3 separate regions of the Pan troglodytes genome follow, and all the other regions are linked to region 1. The links are chromatin contacts, called in public Hi-C and HiChIP or PLAC-seq maps. All regions are on one chromosome and are shown on one strand. Each heading gives the region's core, a stretch centred on a gene start, on an enhancer-like site or on the middle of the called end of the contact. The rest is flanking DNA. Distances are from core to core; before and after follow the strand shown. Region 1 holds the start of SMARCC1 (SWI/SNF related, matrix associated, actin dependent regulator of chromatin subfamily c member 1). Region 2 overlaps SCAP (SREBF chaperone). Region 3 holds the start of ELP6 (elongator acetyltransferase complex subunit 6).

Region 1 (4,724 bases), core at 1,537-4,036:
ATGAGCTGAATGCAAGAGTTTGAGGTTGCAGTGAGCTATGATCACACCACTGTACTCCAGCCTGGGCAACACAGAAAGACCCTGTCTCAAAAAAAAAGTAAAATAAAAATAAATAAAAAACGACACTAGCAAAATCATGTTTACTGAGACTGAAACTGTTGTCTGCTCTGAAAATGCAGTATTAAATGCACTAGAAACGGTTAGTTAAAACCAATGCGTACACCAAATAGAAATGCACTGTGTAGAAAAGAAGCAAAGAACTTTGTGATAATATTTTCACCACTTCAACGCTAACACCCAGAGACTGAAAAGATTCTGGCTGTCAGGCCTAGAGTATATACGATTCTCAATCTCAGCAGACCCTAGAAATACACTCTGGCTTTACAAAGTCCTGAGAAGTCAAAGGTAACTTTGTCTATAAAGTCTCAGGGATAGTGAATCAACATTAGCCTAGTGGTCTCAATACTGCTGGGCAATTCCTCAAACTGCTTTGTAGCCACTTCCCTACCCACCCAAACAAATATCGAAGGATTATCCATGTCTAAAGCTTCTTGTAGTTGATCCCAAACTGATGCACAGTGAACAGTGCAGAGAGGTAGAAATTACTGAAATTTGCCTTTTTCTACTCTCTTCCTTGATATTCAAAGGAATATGCCTGTAGATTATTTTTCTTTGTTAAAGCTTCACTGAATTTAAGACCCAAAGCATTGGCTAAAAGGAATGTAATAAAGAAGAATTAACCAATATTTTCATAACATATTCAATTCCATTAGCCACTTCTGGAAGCTCTATTACTTACATTTAAAAAGTGACCAATTTATCACTGTGTAAGAAAGGGCAATATTACTAAAAATCTACAGTCTAAATGTAATTTCAGAGAGGGAAAAGTCCAGACACCTAAAAATATAATTACTGTCTCTCACTTCCTCAAACTTCAGATAAGAAATGTAATTTTTCTAGCTGACCTTCAAAAACAAGAAAGAAAGAAATGATCATTTCTGGGTCTTTGGTTTTTTTTTTTTTTTTTTTTTTTTTGGAGACAGTCTTACTTTATTACCTAGGCTGGAGTGCAATGCAGGCTGGAGTGCAATGGTGCAATCTCGGCTCACTGCAGCTTCTGCCTCCTGGGTTCAAGAGATTCTCCTGCCTCAGCCTCCCGAGTAGCTGGGATTACAGGCATGTGCTGCCACACCCGACTAATTTTGTATTTTTTGGAAAGACGGGGTTTCACCATGTTGGTCAGGCTAGTCTCGAACTCCTCACCTCAGGTGATCCACCCGCCCGGCCTCCCAAGCCGCGCCCGGCCAGAAATGGTCATTTCTGAATGTACCACGTGTAATGCCAAAGGAACCCAAGATCCCTGCCCATGCCTAATAACTGCCAAACACTGACAGGCTTCACTGAGCTGTAGAGGCCAAAAAAATAGGTTCCTAAACTAGTTTATATTTTCATTCATTCAACAAATATTTACTAAGCAGCTACTAAGGGTAAGGCACTAAGTATCAGCCACGTTCCCGGATACACTGCAGTGAACAAAGCCCTTGCTTCAGTGCTACGATTCTCAATAGGAGAAAGTACAGAACTAAAGAGGGTGATAGGAAAACTTCAGAGGCTGGGGAGCCTTTTCGGCTACCTGCTTCATTACACCCTTTAAGGGAGTCCTCCTGAATATTTACACAAAAGGGAAGTTGGAAAAAAAAAAAAAACATTTGTTATAAACAAGGGATTAAGTCAAAACTTTGAAAACTACTGACTCGGCGGAACTTCCGTTCCAAAGGTAGGAGAAATAAGTAAATGAATAATTTCAAAATGTGGTAAACACTACGAAGAAAATAAAGGTGACACAAGAAAAGTGCTCTAATAAAAACTGGGTTCTTGGGGAAGGCCTCCCTTTAGAACACTTTACGTACAAGCGAACATTAACTCTCACGCCACACAGAACCAGAAGCACAATGAGGTAGAACCGTCGTTAATAGTTCTCATCCATCCTAGAATTCATATTGCCTGTTATTAATTAACGAATACAATCATCCCAGTCGTTTAGCAATTAAACAACAGGTAGCAAACCCCCTCCAGACTTTGAATACGCTCTAAACAAAACTTGAAGCTGCTTTTACCACGCTTGCTCGGTCTTTAGGGATCATTGTTCACACACCTAAGGCAGCTGACAAAAGAGAGTCACACTCGCTTAGTGGCTGAGCTCGACCTGCTCTGGCACACGAGAATGAGCAGGGGCTTTCACCAGGGGTGCGTGGGCTCAGAGGAGAGAGCCCCGAACCCCAGTCAGGCCCCGGGATCGCGGGCGCCCAGAGCGGGCGGCGGGGGCGTGGCGGGCCCGGCGCCTGCCTTTGTTGTCCCTCGTGGCGTGCGGGGGGGGAGGGGCGGCCAGAGGCCCGCGAGGCCAGCTGCCGCCTCCGGCCCCGGTCGCGTGGTCTCCCGGCCCCCACGGGCGCGCGAACCCACCTTCTTGTAGTGCTTGCCCAGCCAGACCCGCACCGAATCCAGCTGGGACACCGTCTCCGGGCTCTCCCAAAACTTGGTGGCCGGGCCCCCATCCTTCCGTCGATAAACAGCTAGGCCTGCGGCTGCCGCCGCAATCCCCGAGCCCGTGGCGCCTACCGCTGTCCCCGGCCCGCCGCCGCCTGCCGCTGCGGCCATCGTCGCAGCCCGTCGTCCCCACAGCCTGGCCCACCCCGGCCCTCGCGGTGTTTCCCGGTCGTTCCCGCGCGCACCCCCGCGCGCGTAGCCGCCACTGCCGCTTCCCGGCCCCGCCCAGCCAACCCTCTTCCGGCGCGGACGCCCGGCCCCGCCCCATCTGGGAACTGGCACTGTATCTGACGCGAGCCAGCGCACGCGCATGCGCAGCACTCGTGCGGGCGTGCCTTGGAATAGCACGTCCTGCGGCCTCAGCAGCCTCTTCCGCCATCCTCCGTAGGCTGCATTCTGCCCTAATGAGCGCCGGTTTTTGAGCCTTGCTCTTCCCTTGCTACCGACGTCGAATCATTATGCGGTCAACAACCGCAGGTGGGTTATGTGTCATAGCCTGCCTCCGCTGGAGGGAAAAGGCCTGGTGCGAGAAGTGCCGAAGGGAAAGCCTGTCTAGGGTATCGAGTGCTGGCCGAGGGCCCTGCACCCGGACTGGGACTGCGCCGGGCCCCGCTTTCCCTCAGACCCTCCACCCCCAGCGGCCCGGCGGCATTTGTGAACAGCCATCTGGGACTCCCACGCCTAGGCTTTTCGGCTTCACAGACCTTCCACTCCCTCAGGGGTCCAGCCACAGCGGCTCATTCCTGCCCCAGGGGCCCTTGCACTGGCTCTTCCGAGACCTCAGCAGGTCTTCCCTTCTGATTTGCACTTACGAGACGCATTCAGATTCACTGCTTCAAAGGACTTCAGAAAGTAGTTGTCAGATCTTAACAATCTTGAACAACTGTTCACACCCATACGCTTTCTGCATAGCGCTCACCACGACCCGGCGTTTCTAGTTTCTCATTTACCTTCCACATAAATTACATGAGAACCTAATCTTAACTTGTTCACAGGTGTATCCTGAACACCTGAGACAAGGAACAGATGTACAGTAAATACTTGATGAGTTAATGAATGGCCCACATAGAAGCCGAAAATTTTTAAATTATTAACAAGGTATGATTGGCCGGGCGCGGAGCACTTTGGGAGGCTGAGGCGGGAGGATCAATTGAGCCCAGGAGCTCTAGACCACCACACCCGTCCCCGTCTCTACAAAAAATACAAAAATCAGCCAGCGTTGTGTTGCAAGCCTGTGGTCCTAGCCTCTTGGAGGGCTGAGGTGGGAGGATCCCTTGAGCTGGGGAGATGGAGGCTGCAGTGAGCTATAATCGCGCCACTCACTACACTTCAGCCTGGGCGACAGAGCGAAACCCTGTTTCAGAAACATAAAAAGTATGACTGGCCATAATGGAGTTGTGAACATAATACAATATGATCGCAGAGAAGCAAGTAACTAATTGCTTGTGAGAACGTGACTAACTGCTGGTAAGTTTCTGAGATCTTTTAAAAATGAGGGTGTGTACATGTTTTCAGGATCTCCTGAGGGCTGTGTCACGGACAGTAAAATATATTTTAAAAAAAGTTAATAGAATGTGATCAGGAGGGCCAGGTGAGATAGCTCACGCCTGTAATCCCAACACTTTGGGAGGCCAAGGCAGACTGATCACGAGGTCAGGAGTTCCAGACCACCCTGGCCAACATGGTGAAACCCCGTCTCTACTAAAACTACAAAAATTGGCCAGGTGTGGTGGTGCATGCCTGTAATCCCAGCTACTCGGGAGGCTGAGGCAGGAGAATTGCTTGAACCCAGGAGGAGGTGGAGATTGCAGTGAGCTGAGATCACGCCACTGCACTCCAGCCTAGGCGACAGAGCCAAACTCGTCTGAAAAAAAAAGTTTTTAATTTGAAACTTTCTCAGATTTAACAGAAAAGTTGCAAATATAATACAAAGAACTTTTCCTGAATCATCTAAGAGTAAGTTGCTGACATAATACCCATCACTATCAAAAAGTTTAATGTGTATTTTCTACAAACAAGTATAGTCTATATATTCTCTTACATAATCACAATACAATCATTTATACCAGGAAATTAACACTGATGCCATCCCCAGACCCCGTTCAGGTTTTTCCTATTGCACCATGAAGTCCTTTATAGCAAAAGTTTCCAGTTCAAAATCACACTTTGCATTTAAT
Region 2 (4,724 bases), core at 1,599-4,098, 360 kb before region 1:
CGTAGTCGTCGCAGGGCAGCTCCCCGCGCCTCCGCCGCCCGGGCCCACCACCCGGCTGCCCGTAGTTGCGCGGGCACAGCACGCGGTAGAGGCAGAGCAGCAGCAGCACCAGGACGATGCCGGCGGCCAGGCCCAGCGCCGCCACCCTGCACGGGAGGGCGGACTGCTGTGAGACACACCTCACAGCCTGTCCCCTCCCCTCCTCCCTCTCCCCTACTCTTGCCCACCCGTCCCCCTCCCCGCACTCTATCCCACCCCACCCCACCCAGCAGCCTTACTTGTACAGCGTGACGTCTCCATGGGCCTGCACCCCACCTGGGCCCTTGGGTCCTGCTTCCCAGTGCCCAGCAGGTATGGGCCCCGGTGGGGGCCAGGCACTGCGGCCGTCCTGAGGGTGCCGGCCCTCCAGAGCCTCCCTCGGGTTCAGGCGGAGCGTGACTGGGATGACGGGCAGCAGGCTGATGTACCTGGATCCGGACAGTGGGCAGCCTCAGCGGGGGGCCTCCCAGGGCTTCCTCCTGCTGTGCTCGCCAGCCAGTCCTCTCCCTCCTCCCCAGGCAGGCCTCAGCTCCACCGGCCAGACTCTCCCAGCATGGGGGTTGGGGACAGAGGTAGGTCCCTCCCCAGCCCAGCTTAGCAGCCAACTTGCTGTCCCAGATACCAGCACCCAAACAGCCCTGGTGGCCGTGTGGGGTATCTCCCTCCCCACTCCTGGCACAGGTGGGTGGGTCTCATTCTGGTGAGGGCTGGCAGCCACCAGTGACTCCTCAGAGCAACCTGGGACTCCTCTCTTGGGTTATGGCTGCCTAAACCACCAGTTCCCACCTCACAACCTTATGAACTGTTTTAATTATTTGCATAATTCAAACCTGTGGGCCTCCTGCATTGGGGAAAGGGGATGGTGAGTTGACACCATCGAGTGAGGTGGCACCTGGCACGGCCCAGCTCACCTCTTGGCCAGTGTGATGTTGTAATAGCTGAAGAGCGTCGGCCAGTGGCGAAAGGACAATTTCCTCCAAAGTTCCTCATCCTCAGGCCCCCAGGTTACCTCTGGGACTGGGCTGTCATGGACAACCTCTGCTGGACCTCCACGCTCAGGTGACTCGCCTGGCGACGTCTGGTTCTCAGGTAGCTTAGGGGCATCAGGTGGGAAGATGGAGAAGGCAGGGTCCGGGTGGCTGGCGGGCAGCATGCCACTAGGCACGGGCATGGGAGCCAGGGCTCCCTCACCCAGTGGGCTCTGTTCCGTCACCTGGGCAGCGAGGTAGTTGCGCAGCCCTGCTGGGTCTGTGTATACCAGGATGCCAATCCAGACAACGGTGCCAGCCTGCAGTGGGGCAGGGGGTACTCAGTGGGAGGAATGGGCCCCAACCCCCAGCAGCTTCAGCCCTCATGCTGAGAGGAAGCAGCACAGGGACCTCAGGCCTGGGGATGGAGAGAGGACACAGGCCCCACTGCGTCCTTTTCTCCTGCCTCTCCAAGTCCTCCTGCTAACACCTGCCAACACTTGCTGCTGGAGGGGCCTGCTTGCCTTTCCACAGTTAGAGGCTGAGTTTCTTGGCCTGGAAATACACTGAAGCACCCTGAGGTTTGACACAGAATGTCCCCACCCCTAAGCTCCACCTCAGCTGGAGCCAGAAAGCTGCTACCATTCCTACGGTCAGAGGGCCAGCTACCTGACCTGCTTAGAGTCCCCCAGAGGTCCGAGTCCCAGGGGGCCTCAGCCTTCCTCCCATCTCAGTTCAGCTCCCTGGAAGAGGCACTGCTGCCCCAAGGCCAGCCCAGCCCGGCTGGTGAATGATTTTGCCCAGCACTTTCCAGTGTCTGCACACCATGCAGCGGCCGATGAACCCGACCCAGGGCAATGTGGTGGCCACAAGTGGGTCCATCCCAGAGCACTCAACTAACAGGCTCCTGTCCTGGGCCACTCTGGGGAGAGGATGGCTCCTGTACCTGAGAACCCTGGAGCTGCTTCTCCCACAGGCTTATCTCCTCAGAAGCCACTAGGGTCTGGGCAGGGAGGACACAACGGGCAACTCCCCAGAGCCAGGCTTCCAGGGGCCACCAGGGCCTGAGGAATACCCCTTGCCACTCTAAGGCCAAGTGCAGCACCACAAGGGGCCTGGAGCACCGGCCCTCCAGAAGAGGGCAGGGCAGGGCAGGGGTGGCAGGTACCATGATGAGGCGCTGTGCCAGGCGGGTGCGGGCCAGGAAGTAGACAACACGCAGCCTCTTGGGGAGCCGCAGGTTTCGGAAGGAAGACGGCTGCAACGTGATGGTGTGGGGTGTGGACGGCCGCACAGCCAGCTGCCGCTCGTAGCGCGTTGGCTGCCCCACTGGCTTGGCTGAGGGCAGGCAGGCCTCAGGGGGCAGTCGCTTGTTCAGGTCTGCTAGCTGTTGGGGGCACAGTGGTCAGGGCCTGAGTCCACCGTCCAGAGGCTGCCCGCACAGGACCGCTGTCCTGCCCAAGGTCTACACCCTTCTCACCCAGGACTCCCTCAGTACAGCCAGGGCTGAGGAGGCGGGCAGGGCAGGGCTCAGCCCACTCCTACCTCCATCCGGCGAATGTCAATGGACAGGACAGTGGTGAAAAACAGCATCTGAAGGAAGAAGTCAGACACCAGCCCCACGACGGCAAAGAGACAGAACTCCTGGAATCAGAGCACATGGGGGTGGGGGGGTGCCGTGACCTCACTGTCCCAGCCCAAGAGGAGCAGTGCCCGGACTGCAGCCACCTCATAACCGGCAGGGCAGCAGCAGGCAGGGCACAGCAGAGATGAGAGATGCTGGTTGGTCCTCAGTTCACATACCAGCAGCAGCTCACCCCGTCTCCACCAGGGGGCAGCAGAAACCCTCACACTTTCTTCAGAAAGGGCTGAAAGGGAAGGGGAAGTACCTTCCCTGAATCTTCCGGTCCCTCTAGAGAGGACTGAAGGTCTGATCCAACCCGGAAACCTCTAAGCCCCACCAGCCTGCTCCCCAAAAAGTCCTTCCCCACTGAGCCCCCGCCCTGCTCATGCATCACCAACCCAGCTAGAGCCCAGGCCTGATTCAGGGGCTCTCAGAAAGGTTCCCAGCCAGCAACTGCCCCGGAACAATGAAGAGAGAGAGAGAGGGATTCTCTAAAACTGAAAAAGGGTGAGCTCTCTGCTCCCCAAGCTGTCAGCAGACAAAATTTTCTGAGATGTCGGTGTTGAGACCTCTAGCACATCACCACAGTGCTACTCCGATCTGGGGTAAGACCATGGAGTGCAGATAGTGGCACAGTGGTTGTCTCAGCTCTAATGTCCCAAGACTGTACCCTATCCTGCAGATACTACTGTTTTTCCAGGAGAAGCAGCCCACAGCCCATCTGTTCTCTGCTCACCCCCATCCCTCAGCTGGCCTGCCAGCCCTGGGGGAAAGACGGGGGAGAAAAGATGGCATCCTCCCCTTCCTGCAACTCCTTCTGGAATCGCTGGCATCAGTCTGGGGTTCCAGCTCAGTGCAGGGCCACCTCCACCTCTGCTCACAGCCCACAGCTGAGTGAGGGCACTTTGCCAAGAGCAGGGTCACTCTGGGCAATGGGTGGTGGCCCTCCCACTGGTCAGGCCAGGCAAGGCCATGCGTCTGGCGACTGCGGCACAGGCCAGGGCCAAGGGAGGAGACCGGAGGAAGGGTCTAGGAACCCCACGGTGCTTCTCCCTCAAAAATGGGAAACAGGTGTGATGAACTGCACAGCCAGTCCCCAGCTCCTGCCATGCCCTTGCAGCCTCCTCCTGCCACTTGGCTGAAGGGGAAGCAGGCAGGGAGGGGTAGGAAGACAGGGTCAAGGGCAGAGTCTGCCTGGCTAGGTGCTCAATCTGGGAACCCAGCCAGGGTTTGCTGAGCACTTCTGTGCCAGGCATGCCAGGGGCCATCTGTGTGCTGTAGTGATCTGCTTGCCAGGCAAAGAGGTCCCACCTCAGAAGCAAGGATGCCTGTGCTGAAGAGGGGAGCACCCTGCCCATGGCTGCACAGCTGGGGAGCACAGCAGTTGCTTCCATGCTCATCCAGGTGGCAGGCCTTGGGGCCTTACCTGGATGGCGGGCACTAGGGTGAAGTAGCCGATGAGGATGATGCCCAGCTCCGTGGCCATGTTCTTCATGATGGACCAGCTCTCGCTGCTTAGGCCTGCAGAGGGCAGCAACAGGGCACAGGGCAACACGTGGCCACTCTGCGACATGACTCACACAACCTCATGGGCCTCGGAGTGGCAGAGGCATGGCGAGGCCCCCCAGCCCTTTGAAGGAGCCATTCCACCAAAGCACCCCAACCCTCAGGGTCCTGCTAATGCCCAGACTTTAAGGGGCCATCACCACCACACAGCTGCTACGGGGAACGGGTGTTCACAGCCTGGAGGGTGCAGAGGAGAGCTATAATCATCAAAAGAGGGAAGAAGCAGAGTGTGGAGATGAGAAAATCCACAAGGAAAGCCAAGTGCCACCCACAACAACCACATCCAACCTCCGCATGTGGTTCTTGTCTGGTCTGCACGGGCCAGCATGACAGTGTGCCCATCAACCACATGGCAGAAGCACTCGGCGGGTAGAGGACCTGGCTGCGTTCCTCCTCAAGCCCCTTCCTGTGGTGAGCCCTGATCCCACGCTATCACACTGTCGCATGTCTAAGGCTCTGTGCTCTTACTGGGTAAGGACAATTTCGCCCCATCTCTTCCTAACTCCATATCCAGCACAGGGCCTGGC
Region 3 (4,724 bases), core at 1,401-3,900, 270 kb before region 1:
TTCTTTAAATAGTTTTGGTTTTTATTATTTCTGCACCCATCTTGGGTTTCTTTTCTACAGCATCAATGAGTCCCATACCTTTGAGATAGAAGGAGAGAAAGTGGTGTACAAGGAAACTCCCATCTGTCTTGGCATCACAGAGTAGAGTCAGTTTCCCCTAAAAGTTACAAGGAACACAAAAAGGTTAGACTCCCTGGAAAGAGGTCAGCTTAGTGCAGAAATCTAGTCAATTGTGTCCACACCTTAATTTCTACACCTGAAGAGTTAATTTTTTTAATGATATACATGCTAAGGTACCCTGAAATGATGAAAATAAGTCAAAATTATGGAAAATCCATGACTAAAGTTATCACTTATTGTTACTCATGATAGGCAAGCATATCTCAGCCTCCACCTCCTCAAAGCAAACAGAGAATAAACTTATTTCTCTTCCTCACTTCTCATGTTAGTCACTCAGGAACCAGTCTTAGGAAGAATTGGATCCTGAACAAAGGATGCTTTTACCATCAGACTCCAGTGAAAATCAGATTGCTAGGACTGGAAGAGGCCTTCAAAAGGCCTCCCTGCCAACTACTTTATATTCTGATGCCAATTCTATTCTGTAGGGTGAGGGAGAAGGGAGGAAGAAGCAGTTGCTGATACAGATGTCTGATAACAAAGTTCACCCAATGGCCCTGCTTCAGAGGCCTGATCATGGAGAGCTCTAGAAAGACCTCTAAGGGTGGTCTCTGCAGAGCCTGACTGTCCTGCTCCATTCACCCCTATTTCTGTCAGTGACAGGGAAGGTCAGGATCAAGTGATATCATGCATGCCACCTCCTTGCCATGTGACCTTCCACAAATGCCTTAACTTCTCTGGGCTTCAGGTTTTTTCACTTACAAAATGTGAACGATCACATCGTCAGACCTTCAGTGTTACCCCTAGTGCTGTCATTTCCTGGTGCCCACTTGATTACTCCATTCTTTCACCTGGCCCTAGGCTGACTTTGGAAGTGCCAGTGGTAACTGGCAAGGTAATCAGAGTCATCTGGACAAGAACTGCCTGGCAACTAAAATCCACAAGGATCTACTGAAAGCTACCATTTGGCGCTATGGGGTCATAAAAAGGCTTTAGACACTTAGTATCCCGGTTGCCTGGAGGAGTTTACCATTTCATTAGGAAGACAAAGATTATGAATAAACCAGGCTGGGCGTGGTGGCTCACGCCTGTAATCCCAGCACTTTGGGAGGCAGAGGTGGGCGGATCACCTGAGGTCAGGAGTTCCAGACCAGCCTGGCCAACATGGTGAAACCCCGTCTCTAACAAAAAATACAAAAAAAAATCAGCCGAGTAATTAGCCCGGTGTGGTAGCGCACGCCTGTAATCCCAGCTACTTGGGAGGCTGAATAAGGAGAATCACTTGAACCCGGGAGGTGAGGTTGCAGGGAGCCGAGATCGCGCCAGTGCACTCCAGCCCAGGCGAGGGAGCGAGACTCCATCAAAAATAAATAAATAAGCCAAAAGATACACTCCTGAAAGAGGTTACTCCTACGTTAAAATGTGAAAGGTTTCAAGGTACCCCGGAGTGTGAGGAGCGTGGAGAGAACAGGTCAGCCTGGGGTGCCCAAGACGGACTTGGTCCAAGCCAATTTCGCTCTGTCCTGCTTCTAACAGTTCTATTAGAGATCACAAGGAGGAAGAGTAAGAAGAACAGCAGCGTTCAATACAATGTGCCAATTGCTCCGGGGCGAGGTGGCGGTTAGGAAGCTCGCCCATGAAGACGGCGGCGAAACGAACTCCCCTCTCCTCTCGGGCCTATTCTGCAGTCTCCTCTGAGCGCCTGGGACCCCCCACCCCAGTGAACACGCACAGCGCGCCACAGTTCACGTCCGCGAATATAACCCAACCCCACTGTCGGCCATGCTTCCCAGGTACTTTTTTTTTTTTTTTTTTTTTTTTTTTGAGGTGGAGTCCCGCTCTGTCGCCCAGGCTGGAGTGCGGTGGCGAGATCTCGGGTCACTGCAACCTCCGCCTCCCGCGTTCAAGCAATTCTCCTGTCTCAGCCTCCCGAGTAGCTGAGATTACAGGCATGAGCCACCACGCTCGGCTAATTTTTGTATTTTTCGTAGAGACGGGGGTTTCACCATCTTGGCCAGACTTGTCTCGAACTCTTGACCTTAGATGATGCACCCGTCTCGGCCTCCCAAACTGCTGGGATTACAGGGGTGAGCCACCGCGCCCGGCCGCTTCCCAGGGACTTTTAAGGACACGCACAGCCGTTGAGAATATGCGAGATGGCCCAGAAGCCCACTTTCGGCGGGCCCAAGTCTCCAGTCCAATCCCCGGGTCGATCCTCTGCGGACTACAACTCCCAGGTACCCCGTGCCGGGTCGTCGCGCCATTCCCCGGGGTCGTGCGCACCGCCTCCCGGATGCAGTATTCCGCTGCCCTGCCAGGTCCCGCCCCCTTCCGGCCAGCGGGACCTCTTACCTGCTCCGCCCTGTCGGGGGTGGTGTTAAGCAGGTTATTAAGTTCCACGAACATTCCGAGCTCCTGGGACTAGCGCTCTGGAGGAGAACCCGGAGTGCTGCAGAGACGACGGAAGCTGGAGAGCAAAACACACCCGACAGCCCGGCTCGCGCAAGGAAGCGCGCATGCGCAATGCCACTTTTGCGAGCCTGCCACAGCCAATGAGGCGGGTGCCTCGATGGGACCGCTGCGCACGCGCGTAGACGTGCGTCGAGTCCCAGGTGGTAGGAAACGATGGGCTTCTCTGTGCGACTGCCAGCGGCCTCTGGCGGCTCATTCCGCGCAGATCTGCGTGGCGCCCGAGCCCTCCCAGTGGGCCCCCAAGGCTCCACGCGACCAAGTATTCTCCTTCCCTTGGCCTCGCTCTCTGCCCAGCCCCGGGCTCCTTTTCTCCACACGTGGCTGTCAAGCGCCTTCTGTATGCCCCACACTCCTGGGAGCTTGGGCTACATCGATGAACAAAAACAAAGGACAGGGAATTTATTATTATTATTATTATTATTATTATTTAATTGAGACGGAGTCTTGCCCTGTCGCCCAGGCTGGAGTGCAGTGGCGCGATCTCGGCTCACTACAGGCTCCGCCTCCTGGGTTCACGCCATTCTCCTGCCTCAGCCTCCCGAGTGTAGCTGGGACTACAGGCGCCCGCCACCACGCCCGGCTAATTTTTTGTATTTTTAGTAGAGACGGGGTTTCACCGTGTTAGCCAGGATGGTCTTGATCTCCCGACCTCGTGATCCGCCGGCCTCGGCCTCCCAAAGTGCTGGGATTACAGGCATGAGCCACCACGCCCGGCCGACACGGAATTATATCTTGAAAACTTGTGTGGAGAAAACCAAAGTGGGATTAGGGAGTACCAATGGGGGCAGGGGTAGGTTTCAGAATTAAAGAGGTTGTCAGGGTGGGTCTCACTAAGAAAGTGTGGTTGCAGCTGGGCGTGGTGGCTCACACCTGTAATGCCAGCACTTTGGGAGGCCTAGACGGAGGGATCACGAGGTCAGGAGTTCGAGACTAGCCTGGCCAATATAGTGAAACCCTCTTCTCTATTAAAAATACAAAAAATTAGCCTGGCGTGGTGGGGGGCGCCTGTAATCCCAGCCACTCGGGAGGCTGAGCCAGTAGAATCGCTTGAACCCGGGAGGCAGAGGTTGCAGTAAGCCGAGACCACGCCATTGCACTCTAGCCTGGGCAGCAGTGTGAGACTTCGTCAAAAAAAAGTGTGGTTGCAACACGCCCTGTATGCCTGTCCTCAGAGCCTTTATACTAACTCTTCCCTCTTCCTGGAATGCCCCTTTTCCCAGATATTAAGCTGATTTTAAAATTCCCCACTTCCTTCAGGTCTCTGCTCAGATGTCACTTTATTCGTGAGGCCTTCCCTGAGCACCTTACTTAAATCACAAACTGTCCCTTTCCCAACACTTCTTTTTCCTTGCTTTTATTTTTTTCCATAACATTTATATCTATTATACCGTATATAGTTTTGTTCTAGCCCAATCAGCCTCAGATCAGTGGACAAACCTGTAATTCCACCAAAGTCAAGTTTATTGACAGTCACTAAAATAATTGTTATATGATTTGGGAGTCAAATTCAGGTGAAATTTAAGTGAACCGGTGTTTGATATGCTCAAAGCACAGCACAGCTGTGTGTGGAGTCCTAATCTGGCGTGGACTGCAAAGGGGACCCAGGGTCATTTCTGTGGAAACTGCAAGGTTAAGATCGATGTGGAATGTAATCGTTAGCTGAAGCTCTGCACCTGGGATGGAAATCGAGGCTGCTTCTCTGTGTCAAAGGGATGTAGATCCTTCAGCCAAGAATGAGATGTTTCATGCTTATTGAAATGTGAGAAAGAGAAAAAAAAAATTGGCCTGACACTCACAGCTAGGTCTTGGTGTTCCTGTTGAGCATAAACAGTTTCACAAAACACCAACATCAGACTGATTGTGACGGATCAAGACAAAACTAGAACACTCCATAATCATGTTGAACACAAAACATGTACATTGTCCAAGCCACAACCAAACATCTCATTTCCCAGCAAATAAGAGTACCACTTCTTTACCAATCTCTTTAGCCTGATACAAGTTCTTTTTTTTTTTTTTGGCCTGATACCAGTTGTTTATCACATACTGGCTTTGCAAAGATGCCTCCCTGTAAATAAGATATATCAGGGTACCTAATCATAGAATTACCCCAATCTTCTGACAGCCTCCATCTC

Evidence for each region. Hi-C and Micro-C count contacts between places; a contact is called where the count stands out from the background. HiChIP or PLAC-seq counts read pairs in DNA pulled down with a chosen protein or histone mark.
Region 2: a contact with region 1 is called in a Hi-C map of stem cell-derived neural progenitor cells, with 3 times the contacts expected there. The contact joins the enhancer-like site here to the promoter of SMARCC1 in region 1. A contact is called at or near these places in 1 of 7 Hi-C or Micro-C datasets (stem cell-derived neural progenitor cells) and 1 of 1 datasets of contacts at active chromatin or transcription factors (stem cell-derived excitatory neurons).
Region 3: an H3K4me3 HiChIP or PLAC-seq map of stem cell-derived excitatory neurons shows a contact between it and region 1, with 6 times the contacts expected there. The contact joins the promoter of ELP6 here to the promoter of SMARCC1 in region 1. A contact is called at or near these places in 1 of 7 Hi-C or Micro-C datasets (stem cell-derived neural progenitor cells) and 1 of 1 datasets of contacts at active chromatin or transcription factors (stem cell-derived excitatory neurons).

What each region holds. Positions count from the first base shown.
Region 1 is chr2:51,790,470-51,795,193 of NHGRI_mPanTro3-v2.0_pri, forward strand. It overlaps SMARCC1 (SWI/SNF related, matrix associated, actin dependent regulator of chromatin subfamily c member 1), which reads right to left and starts at 2,787. Exons shown (of 28, transcript XM_001154676.8): 1 at 2,464-2,787. The coding sequence starts at 2,658. It overlaps LOC107970633 (a long non-coding RNA gene), which reads left to right and starts at 2,905. Exons shown (of 3, transcript XR_001713317.4): 1 at 2,905-3,024; 2 at 3,543-3,645.
Region 2 is chr2:51,427,468-51,432,191 of NHGRI_mPanTro3-v2.0_pri, forward strand. SCAP (SREBF chaperone) reads right to left here. Exons shown (of 22, transcript XR_010155184.1): 10 at 4,058-4,152; 11 at 2,553-2,651; 12 at 2,176-2,394; 13 at 951-1,327; 14 at 279-467; 15 at 1-146. Among named protein-coding and RNA genes, the nearest start is that of PTPN23, 41 kb to the left of the region's middle. Within about 2 kb of position 2,849, at least 12 of the 24 cell types and tissues checked have an H3K27ac peak or open chromatin away from gene starts, as enhancers often do. A contact at or near this core is called in stem cell-derived neural progenitor cells, where this site is marked.
Region 3 is chr2:51,523,281-51,528,004 of NHGRI_mPanTro3-v2.0_pri, forward strand. It overlaps ELP6 (elongator acetyltransferase complex subunit 6), which reads right to left and starts at 2,651. Exons shown (of 7, transcript XM_063805680.1): 1 at 2,470-2,651; 2 at 79-157. The coding sequence starts at 2,523.